Regions from separate parts of the Pan troglodytes genome. Here region 1 is linked to region 2. Evidence: chromatin contacts called from public HiChIP or PLAC-seq data. All regions are on one chromosome and are shown on one strand. The core of a region is the stretch at or near the end of the contact, and the rest is flanking DNA. Distances in the headings are between cores, read along the strand shown. Region 1 holds the start of BEND3 (BEN domain containing 3). Region 2 holds the start of CD24 (CD24 molecule).

What was found. HiChIP or PLAC-seq counts read pairs in DNA pulled down with a chosen protein or histone mark.
Region 1: a contact with region 2 is called in an H3K4me3 HiChIP or PLAC-seq map of stem cell-derived excitatory neurons, with 4 times the contacts expected there. The contact joins the promoter of BEND3 here to the promoter of CD24 in region 2. A contact is called at or near these places in 1 of 7 Hi-C or Micro-C datasets (induced pluripotent stem cells) and 1 of 1 datasets of contacts at active chromatin or transcription factors (stem cell-derived excitatory neurons).

Annotation. Positions count from the first base shown.
Region 1 is chr5:119,030,065-119,036,040 of NHGRI_mPanTro3-v2.0_pri, reverse strand. BEND3 (BEN domain containing 3) reads left to right here and starts at 2,518. Exons shown (of 4, transcript XM_009451772.5): 1 at 2,518-2,833.
Region 2 is chr5:118,886,287-118,891,960 of NHGRI_mPanTro3-v2.0_pri, reverse strand. CD24 (CD24 molecule) reads left to right here and starts at 4,292. Exons shown (of 3, transcript XM_024357344.2): 1 at 4,292-4,623; 2 at 5,006-5,182. The coding sequence starts at 5,114.

The sequences.
Region 1 (5,976 bases), core at 1,269-3,768, 150 kb before region 2:
ATGAAAATGAGTTGACTAGATCGATGGCAGCAGCTCTAATTTGAAATCTTGAAAAATGCATTTTTTATTAAGCAATTTCAAATTGAGCAGACCTCTAAAAACCAGGTTGTTATTTTTCCGGGTCTTTACACACACATCCGTATGAACCATGAACTGTTACTGCACTTTCAAAACTATTATGTCTTGAAGTTTCCAAAATTATATACAACTATTCCAACACATTTTTCACCTTTATGCGTTATTTTCCTTCTCCATATAAAAAAGAAAACCACATAGAAAACCATTTGAAGGAAGGTGATTTCCTTTCTTGGATAGCAATGACTTCTATTTCTATTAATAACTTATTTGAAACAAGCCACTTACTTTGTTAAGTAGATAGATCCATTTATGCAAATATAAGATACATACTTTTACAATAATATTCAAGGTCAGTTTGAGTTTCCTGAAAGTTGTTTTGAAAAGTCAGCTATATCAGTTCAATTATTGTATTTGACAGAAATCTTTTGTTTCAAGCAATATGAACAGAGAAATGTTAATTTCTATCTCTATTGTTTTATTATTTAATTTATCCTTAAAAACCTGAGTTGTCACTGTGAAAGATTGGTTAAATATATATCCCCTCACTACACACGTTTCATCTAGTCCTCTTTCCAAAAATTTAACAAGGTCGTTTTACATTCTTAAAGCACCACAGCAAAGTGATTTAAATGCAAAATGTGCTTAAGTGCTACTTAACTATTCCTAACTCTTCTACTGGGAAATCCTAGAAAACTGAACTAATGAAATGCAACTTCTACTTTAAAAATTCTAATTATAACTGTCACATTAAATTGAAGGTGAGAATAAAACTGGTGTATCTGTTAACTAAGTCAAGCGATGTACTGTGTCGTACGTGTTATTTAATGTGCAAGTGTAAAAGTCAAGTTCTCTGCAGAAATCGAAGTGCCTCCCCTCAGTCTTCTGCGAATGTATAAATTAACCATTCTCCCCCAAGCAGTCCTCCTCCCTTCCTCCCTCCGCCCTATTTTAAATGTAGATAGGGCGACCTAAGTCTTTTGAATTTGAAGGGCTGCTATCTCGGCCCCATTCTTTTCATCATCCTGTTTTCAATGACACTGAGCACGTATAGATTCTTCTATAAAAGCACCCCCTGGATGCAGGGCTTGGTTCTTCAGGCTGCTTGCTTAATTTTGCATAGCAATTAGTACTGACTTCACTAAACCAGTAATCCAAATACAGCTCGAGAATGTTCCACGTAGTTCCTCAAACTTAACCCTGTGCCTTTTGATTTCAAGCCCGAAGGGGAGGAACTTGCATAATTACTAAATTCCCAATTGGAGTGGTCTGAAGGAGGGTACGGTAAACCCAAACTATACGTTAATTCAAACCCTCGCCGCGACTGGGCAGCAAGGAGCCAACATATGCCTTCTTTTAAAAATCTATTCTACCTATTCACTGACCGCGCAGGGCCGTGCCACATGGTCCTCCCTTGCAGCCAGTCAGCTGTGAGCAGCAGATGGGATCATTTGCATTTTTCTTTTTATACTTTCTTTGATCGGCAAATTAAAGGATTTTTCTTAAATTTACATTCTCATTGTTTGCCTAAAATACAAACGTGGCTAAACTGTTGAATTGGGCTTCCCTGACTCTCACCCAGCACCTCCCCCTCCCCCTACCCAGCCACTGAGACTTGAGAAAATACCCGAGGGGTAGATTTCGTATTTATCAACTGGGAATCTACAGTCCAAGAGTTAGGAGTAGACAGAATCAGCCTTTATTGAGTTGGTGACTCGTGTTTTTCTATTTTAGGCGCTCGGCGCAGACAGCCCGTGGGTTTGTGTTTGTGGGGTGTGTGTCTGTGAGCGCGGGCGCTTCCGAAGCTCTCGCTCCGCAGCCTCACACCCCAGAACTTCGGGTTGCAAGTAGCAGGCAAGATTTTAGCTCTGAGGCTCACAACAGAGGGCGGCCACCGTGCAGGGGGAGTGGCCAGAGCCAGCTTTTCCCAGCGCCAGGGTCGCTCTCCCGGGTCCCGCCGGACTCCATGCCGCCCCGCGGGGCCGCAGGAGCCACCCGGGCCCTCGCGTCCCAAGGTCTTTGTGCCGGTGGCGGCGCGGGAAGACCGGCCCCGGGGGCCTGGGCTGCGGCCCAAAGGCCAAAAATGCGAGAGAGGCGTGGGCGCGAGGCGGGACAAGCTCCGCACAGTCGCCGTCCCGCAAGGGGCAAAAAAGTAGAAAAAGCCGTTTGGGGCCAAACTCTCGGGTCTGAGAAACCACGTTTCCGAGGACGAACTCGCGGTGGGAGGACACATGGGGTACAGGGGACATTGTTCGCGGCGCCTGCCCGGCGCGCCGTGGGTGCGCGGCCGCCGCCCCCGCCCCGGGCAGCCAGCGCGGGCCCACGTGGAGCCACTGCGCCGGCCGAGCGCGCCGGGCCGCCTGGGTCCCGGGAGTGCGCGCCCGAGCTCCCCGCCGCGGCCGTTCACGCCCGAGCGCCGCCGCCGCCGGTCCCGCGTGTGCCCCGCTGAGGGGGAGGGGCGGGCCGGGGGTGGGGGCGGAGGGGTTGTGGTTCCACTGCAGCGGGGGCTCCTGTGTCCTTGTGCGGAAATGACACACGGAGTCCCGTCACGTCACGCGAGAGCGCAGCGCACGGACACACACAAAGAGAGGGGAAAATACACGGCGCTCGCCCGCCCGCCGCCCCCAGCGCCTCCCCGGGCCGCCCTGGCCAGGCCCTCCGCGCGCGGCCCCCACTCCCCGGCCCCGCGCCCTCCCCCCCACGTGGCGCCCAAACTCGGCGCGGGCCCGCCCGGCAAAGTACAGAACTCGCGTCCCAGGTAAGTGCGGGGCGGATCAAGCCGGCCGCGCGGCGGCGGCAGCGTTGGCGGCTCCGGGGCGAGCGGCCGGTAGAGTGGCTGCAACATCCATGCCGGGGTGGGGGCGGGAGCAGGGGAGGGGACGCGGAGGGGGGCTGCTCCGAGCGCGCCCGCCGGTAGTAGCGCCCACCCCCGCGCGGGCCGAGCGACCGGAGCGGGCGCCGGGCGCCCACGGGCTCGCCGCGCCCATTGTGCTGCGCGCCCCTTTGTGCCCGCTCGGAACGCGGCGGCTCCATGGCGTTCTGGGGAGCACGCGCGCCGCGCGGGGGCGGGGGGTTCGCGCGGTGGAACCGTCCGCGCCGCCGCCGCCGCCGCCCGCCCCACTCGCGCCGCGCGCTGGCCCCGCACCCCCGCCGGGCGCCGCGATGGAGCGGCCGGGGCGGCCGGAAGGCTCTGCCGTACTCGCGGCGGCTTGGCGCTCGCGCTCGGCGGGGCTTTGGCGGGGCACTGCTCCGCGTGTGGAAGGGGGTGTCGGAGCGGGAGCAGGGGGCGGGGACTGGAGGGAGATGCCGGGCGGCGAGCGGGAGGCCGGGGGAGCCGCCGCTCGGAGGAACGAAGCCTCCGGAGGCTGCAAATGGAGCGAGGCCGGCCCGCGGCGGCGGCGGCCGGGAGCGGAGAGGGATGGGCCCCGCCGCCAGGGGGCGCAGCGCTCCCTTCCCGGCCGTTCCACGGCGGTTCGCGGTTCCCGCTGCCCAGGAGCTGGAGGCGGGCCCGGCGCCTTGGGTGTGCACCCGGGCTGGCGCGAGGCCTGGCCGGCCAGCCGCAAAGCTGAAGCCTGGGGCGCTCGCCGCTCCTCGTGACCGCTCCTTTCCTTCTCTATGATAAACGTGATTTCCCACGCATGCTTTGCCCTTGCCTCATCCGTGAGCTGTGCACCACCGATTTGGAGGCCCTTGTGTGCTTGTTTACCTACGTCTCCCTATGTAGCTATTTTAAACAAGGTGTTTTTACAGAGATAAAAGTTCTATTGATTGCTCAGGTGGTCTTTCTGGAAGAATTCTGCACGTAAACGCTAACTCGACAAGAGTGCCGGGAGGAACAATGTTACTCACTAGAGTTGGAAATGTGCAGTTCATCTCCTTAAAGTAACTTTTGAATGGTTGAATACAAATAGTAAACATGCCACAGGGCAGCGTGGCATAGTGCCAGAAAGCTAAGGTTGCAGGAAACTGAGGTAATTACGGAAGTGAGTCCTTCAGGTAGCCAGGTATATAAACGGCTGGGATGGAGGACTTTCTCTTGTTACCCGCTCCCCACTTCCACCCTTGCAGTCCGTTTTTCTCTTTTTTTTTTTTAAACCATTCATCCCTAGATATTGACTTTATACTACCATACAAGAGCCTGTCAAGCTTTCCTCGGTACTGGGACTTGGGCAAGATTTTTTATCTCCCTCACAGTTTCACATCCCCAGCCTCTAACCCGGTGTCTCATAACTTAGTAGGCGTTCAGTGCGTATTTCCTTAATGAATGGAGAGAGCCTCTTGGATTCTAGAGGAAAGATGGAGCCAGAGCGCCAGTTGCTGCTGCTGGGTTAGCTGGTGTCTGTGTGGCCCTTGAAATCTGTCACATGAACCTCCTGTCATGGAACATGAGTTTTTTTGTTTTGTTTCTTTTTTTTTTTGAGACGGAGTCTCGCTCTGTCACCCGGGCTGGAGTGCAGTGGCTTGATCTCTGCTCACTGCAACGTCTGCCTCCCGGGTTCAAGCGATTTTCCTGCCTCAGCCTCACGGAGTAGCTGGGATTACAGTCCATGTGCCACCATGCCTTGCTAATGTTTGTATTTGTAGTAGAGACGGAGTTTCACCATGTTGCCCAGGCTGGTTTCCGGACCTCAGGTGATCTGCCTGCCTGGCCTCCCAAAGTGTTGGGATCACAGGCATGAGCCACCGTGCTTTTTTTTTTTTTTTTTTTTTTTTTTTTAAGACAGAGTCTCGCTCTATCACCAGGCTGTAGTGCAGTGGCGTGATCTCTTCTCGCTGCAACTTCCGCCTCCCAGGTTCAAGGGGTTTTCCTGCCACAGCCTCCCGAGTAGCTGGGACTACAGGCGCGTGCCACCACTCCCAGCTAATTTTTTGTATTTTTAGTAGAGACGGGCTTTCACCGTGTTAGCCAGGATGGTCTCAATCTCCTGACCTCATGATCCGCTCACCTTGGCCTCCCAAAATGTTGGGATTACAGGCGTGAGCCACCGCGCCCAGCCTTTTTTTTTTTTTTTTCTTGAGACAGAGTTTTGCTCTTGTTGCCCAGGCTGGATTGCAATGGCGCGATCTCGGCTCACCGCAACCTCTGCCTCCTGGGTTCAAGTGATTCTCCTGCCTCAGCCTCCCAAGTAACTGGGATTATAGGGGCGCGCCACCATGCCCGGCTAGTTTTGTATTTTTAGTAGAGGGGATTTCTGCATGTTGGTCAGGCTGGTCTCGAACTCCCGACCTCAGGTCATTCGCCAGCCTCGGCCTCCCAAAGTGCTGGGATTACAGACGTGTACCACTACGCCCAGCGTTTTTTGTTGTTGTTGTTACCAGAGATGCCATCTTCTTGCTGAAGAACTAATATAACGGGAAAGTTTTATGTGATTCCGCCTACCTTCTCCATGCCCAGCAAGACGACAGGCTGGTTAGGAACTGGCAGATGAGACAGTCAGCATCCCAACAATCTATTAACAGGTGCCATATTGACACATTTTCTTTACATCCTCTCCCTGTGGGTTCTTTCTTGGCTCCTAAGCACCCCTGTGTGAGCAGAAGCATAGCAGAATGTCCAATAATTACAAAGAGAAAAATTGGAGTGAGCCCTGACACAGGTTTGATTAGGTGAAAATGTAATATCCTGTATTAATGTCTCACCTGCTACTTTTTAGCGCTGCCTAGAAAGTCCCTGGAAACAATGAGAAGGAAAACAGCATGTTTATATGAATTGTATTGACACCATGATGAGAAGTTTAAATACCTCAAATTGTATAATGTAGAAGCATAGAGTAAGAAGGTTGCTAGCCAACCAGCAAAAATGATTTGGTGTTTGTATATGGGAGGCTGGGATGTAGTGTTTTTTTCCTGGTGCTTAATTTTTTTTTTTTTTGAAACGGAGTCTCACTCTGGTGCCCAGGC
Region 2 (5,674 bases), core at 3,043-5,542:
AAGAGAATTTGAGTGACTCTACAGGGGGAAAAAGGAAGTAAAGTCAAAGAAAATCATCGTGGTTTATTAGCTTTATAAGGATTCCAAAATGCAGGGCTTTTTACATTCAGCACAAGAGTTGTTTTTGTTTTCCTGACAGTGAGCGCGTAAGGTCCCAGTGGCCAGCAGGGGGCAGCACGTCCACACAGAGAGTCCGGCTGGGACGCCACCAGCTGATTCAACATGCTGCAGCTACTGGACCTAGGACCTCATCAGTCAGAAATGCAAACTCACTTTGTTACCTTCACTGCCTTCTCATGATTGGCAGTGAAGAACAAAGCTCCACTGAAAGACCCGGATAAATGGAAATATTCCATTTATGCCAACCAAGTGCAGGGTGGCACAGAATTAAGAGGGAAAAGAGGGCCGGGCGCGGTGGCTCACACCCAAATCCCAGCATTTTGGGAGGCCAAGGCGGGCAGATCACAAGGTGAGGAGTTCCAGACCAGCCTGACCAACATGGTGAAACCCCGTCTCTACTAAAAATACAAAAATTAGCCGGGCGTAGTGGCGCGCGCCTGTAGTCCCAGCTACTCAGGAGGCTGAGGCAGGAGAATCACTTGAACCCGGAAGGCGAAGGTTGCAATGAGCCGAGATCACGCCACTGCACTACAGCCTGGGCGACAGAGTGAGACTCCATCTCAAAAAAAAAAAGAGTATTATGAACACAACTAAGAATTGCATCATGTTGTAGAACAGAATTTATATTAAATATTTGATTATTCCAGCCACTATTTGTGCTATAAAGCACAGATGGAACACCTTTATTGGATTCACATTATATTTCATACCTATTTTGCCAAAAGTGCTAAAAATGTCAAATAATTAACCCCTGTGTCTTCTGTTCCTCTAGAAACAGGATTTATTATTTTATCTTAAAAAGCAAATTAACCTGTTTCCTTAATATTAGTCCATTCAACTAGCAAATACTGATTGCATGCCAGGTGCAGTGGATATTGGGTAGGCAAGACATAGTCTCTCGGGAGGCTAAGACAGGAGAATGGCTTGAACCAGGGAGGTGAAGGTTGCAATGAGCCACTGCACTCCGTCCTGAGTGACGGAGTGAGGCCCTGTCTACAAAAAAAAAAAAAGAGAGAGAAAGTGGTGGTGCAGGATTCAAATCCATATTTGACCCCAGAATCCACTATGTGCTATGCCAGTCTGGTCTCAGGTCTGCCCTTAGAAATTGTAGGCATTGTCCGGGCACGGTGGCTCATGCATGCAATCCCAGCACTTTGGGAGACTGAGGCGGGCAGATCACCTGAGGCCAGGAGTTCGAGACCAGCCTGGTCAACATGGTGAAACCCTGTCTCTACTAAAAAAATATAAAAATTAGCCAGGCATGGTGGCAGGCACCTGTAATCCCAGCTACTTGGGAGGCTGAGGCAGGAGAATCGCTTGAACCTGGGAGGCAGAGGTTGCAGTGAGCCGAGATCGTGCCATTGCACTCCAGCCTGGGAAACAAGAGCAAGACTTCGTCTCCAAAAAAAAAAAAAAAAGAAAAGAAATTGTAAGCATTGCTCCTCCCTCAGTATTCTCAGAAGAGAACCAGCATCAAATGAGGGAGTTTTTCATACTATCTCATGAAAGCTATGAAAACTGAAAGTTATAACTTTCCACACATACATCAATTTATGCAATCAATCTGTTTCAAAATCATTCTATACCACACTTTCTCTATAAAATGGAAATTGGCCATGTGTCTCAACAAAAAGTTCAGGATAACTGGTAAGAGTCTCAATTTGTTAGTGGCGTGAGTTATTATTGGCTAAGGTTTTTTTTTTTTTTTTTTGAGACAGAGTCTTGCTCTGTCATCCAGGCTGGAGTGCAGTGGCATGATCTTGGGTCACTGCAACCTCCGCCTCCTGGGTTCAAGCGATTCTCCTGCCTCAGCCTCCCGAGTAGCTGGGACTACAGGCGTGTGCCACCATGCCCAGGTAATTTTTTGTATTTTTAGTAGAGATGGGGTTTCATCATGTTAGCCAGGATGGTCTCGATCTCCTGATCATGTGATCTGCCTGCCTCGGCCTCCCAAAGTGCTGGGATTATAGGCATGAGCCACTGCACCCAGCCGTGGCTCAGGTTTTATTAGCAAACAAACTATGAAAAACCAGGAGAAGTGGATAAAGAATAGGAAGAAAGAATCACAAACCAAAAGAACTGCAAAGGAAAAATCAGGCAGTTTTCTTGAGTTTCTAGCTGTACAGGAAAAGGGTAGGGTGGAGACCTGTAAAGAGAAGTATCTTACCTGTGTTGGGCCTCCAGTTGTCAAAGTCCTGGGCAACACCCCCGGTAGGATGCCCAGGGGGAACTCCTGGGCAGAGGTGAAGGGCTTTGCTATGTGAATTATCCAGTCTCATTAGCTGGTGATGAAATGGTTCACAAAGCACAGATTCTGAGTGCCTTGCCAGTTTTGGGAATTATTTGGAGACTGATATTCTTTCACGTATCACACAGTGGCAGAGAAGGTAATTACCTTCTGGTTGCTGGCACCTTCAGTGGAAGAGCAAATAAGTGAGAGCTGCTACTCTGAGGCAGGCAGTATTCTAACACTTATATATACAATAACTCTTTAATAACTAATTAGTAATGATGTTATTATCTCCATTTTATAGATGAAGGAACTGAGGCTTTTTGTCTCCAGCAAAATTAGCAGAGCCACGGTTTGAACTCTGGCAGTCTGTCTTTAGAGGCTGTCTTATCCTAGGAATACCACCAGTTAGTTCAACAAGCAGCTTGTGGAGGACATAGTATGTTCCTTGCCTTGGAACCCGGCACTCCTGAGTCACAAACAGTCCATTTTTTTCACCCGGAAAAGGAATGGAGAAGCTGGGCCAGACTATTTCTTTTTTCTTTTTTTTTGAGACAGAGTTTTGCTCTTGTTGCCCAGGCTGGAATGCAATGGCCTGATCTCTGCTCACTGCAACCTCCACCTCTCAGGTTCAAGCTATTCTCCTGCCTCAGCCTCCCAAGTAGCTGGGATTACAGGTATGAGCAACCATGCATGGCTAATTTTGGATTTTTAGTAGAGACTAGATTTTAGGTTTCACCATGTTGGTCAGGTTGGTCTGGAACTCCTGACCTCAGGTGATCAGCCCTCCTCAGCCTCCTAAAGTGCTGGGATTACAGGTGTGAGCCACCACGCCCGGCCAAAGTATTTCTATATAATGTGGTACGGTACACTGTTAAACAGGAAAGTCCACTGGTGCTCGACAGAAATTCTTGTGTTCCCAAGCACATCTTAAACGTGCTTGGAAAATTACTGAGCTAAAGTGACTGACCTTGAAGGCACAAACCGATTCAGTCACTATTCAGTCAACAGACCTACTGCAGATTTCATTGTCACTTTGCTTCCCTGAAACTTACTTTGTTTTAATGAGACTGCCACGCAAAAGTGAAATTTAAACAAATTTAGAATCTTACTACTCTGTGGTTTACTTTAAAGACCGAAAAATGCTTGGGCTAAACCTTAAATAAAAGTATTAAGTCTTGCAATTAAAAATTGAACCAAAAGTACTAACGAGAGTGTTCTGCAAAACTGAAATTTAAACAAATTTACAACCATACTAGGTTTGGTCTCTGCTGTTTGCTTTAAAGACTGAAAAACACTTGGGCTAAACCTTCAATAAAAAGATTAAGTCTTGCAATTAAAATTTAAACTCAAAATACTCCACCAGTAAAATTACTTCAACTTTTGTTGTATGCTTGAAAGTTTTCACAATAAGATGGATAGGAAAGAAGTATTCCACCAAAATCTAAAGAGTGATGACGAATCTCCTCTTTGTGCCGGTTCATTAAATTGCCTAATGGCAACTACGGATAAGTAAATGCCTTTATCTCGAACGGTTCTGCTCTTTAAACGAATGACGGGCAACAGAGACCGAAAAAGTGTATCCCCAGGAATTCGAGAGGGACGGTGAATTGTAGTGGGACCGCCAGGAGGGGAGGTTCCTGCCCCCGAGTAGAACCTGGGAGCAGAGCCGCTCGGGGAGGGCGGTGGGGGCTTCAGGGCCGCGGAGGGGGTCCCCTCAGGGTGGGCCGTCTCCTCCTCGCCCGCCGCAGGCAGGAGCGCGGGGGACCGAAACCCTGTAGTTTGCAGCGTCAGGCAGCGGGTCCGCGCCCAGCGAGCGGCTCCCCAGCTCCTGGGAGGATGCGGACCCGGGACGCCCCCGTGAGCTCACGGCGCCTGGCTGACACGAGGCGCTCACAGAACAAAGCAAGGGCTTCGGGGAGGGCGCGGCCGCGGGGCCGAGCGCGCAGATCGCTCCGGACCCGGACACCGCCTGCGAGGAGCGCCGACCAGGCGGGAAGGGTTCGCGCTAGGCGGCGCCCGGGTCCCGTCGGCCAGAGTGAGCGTCCGGCCCGCGTCCGCGCCACGCCCGCCGCGTTCGCCTTTCCTCTGCGGCGGGCCGAGAGATAACCCTGCCCGAGGGGTCCCGGCGCCCGCCCCCCACGCGGTCGCACTGGAATTCGCGGCCCCTCTCGGGTCCCCGGGGCGCATTTTGCAGTCTGGGTGGCAACGCACTTGCTCCAGGACCGGCGGCTACCCCGCCGCAGCGGAGGCGCGGACTTTTCTTTTGGGGGGTAAGATGGCAGGTCCCGGGAAACAAAGGAAACTTGGGCCCGGCCCCCAGCGCGGCGTGTGTGGCTCGCGTGTGTGCCCCGGGTCCTGTGTAGGAGTCGCTGGGCGCCTGTGCCAGCCTGCCCGCAGCCCGCAGCCGGCGCGGGGATACCAGCCGGGTACCAGCAGCCGGCGGCGCCCGCCCACCTGCAGCGGCGCCCGCCCGGGGGGCTCCCGGCCCGCGAGGGCCGGAGCGGCGGTGGCGGTGGCGGCGGCGGCGGCGGGGGCGCTGGGGAACCCGGAGCGGGGCGGGGAAGGCGGGGAGGCGGCGGGCGGCGGCGGAGGGGAGCCGGGGTGGGCGGGCGGCGCCACGTCACGGCTATTGTGGCTTTCCTGGTATATAAGGTCTCGCCGGCTCGCCGCGCTCCCCACCTTGCCTGCGCCCGCCCGGAGCCAGCGGTTCTCCAAGCACCCAGCATCCTGCTAGACGCGCCGCGCACCGACGGAGGGGACATGGGCAGAGCAATGGTGGCCAGGCTCGGGCTGGGGCTGCTGCTGCTGGCACTGCTCCTACCCACGCAGGTGAGGCCCTGGCGCCCGGCGGGGCTCGAGGGCCGTTCCCGGGGTGGGGGCAGGGGAGATGGACCCGGTCCCGGGGGACCGTCCTGCGCTTCTACCTCGGGCCACGGACAGGGACCGGGAGAGAATCTTGCTTAGCTGACCAGGGGAGAGGGCCATGTGGACCCCATTTTTCCATTCCCTTGCGTGCTTCCCCCTCCCCTCCCACGGCCCTGGGAACAATGCAGCTCCGCGTGCGGGCTGAGAGGACCCTGCCCCACCCCAGGTTCCACGCTGTCCCTTCCCAGGCAGCCAGGTGCCTACTTCCCACTTTCACCCAGAGGCCCGAGGTGCCTGCAGGGATTAGCGCCTGGAGAGCTCGGGCTCCCTGGGGACGTTGTCCCTGGGTCCCTGAGGACCCGCTTCCCCCTAGGAGGGTCTTCGCGCTCCCCGCGCTCTACACAAAGAGATGCGACGGTCCCTTTCGGGGAGGGCGGCTCACGCCCATCCTCCACC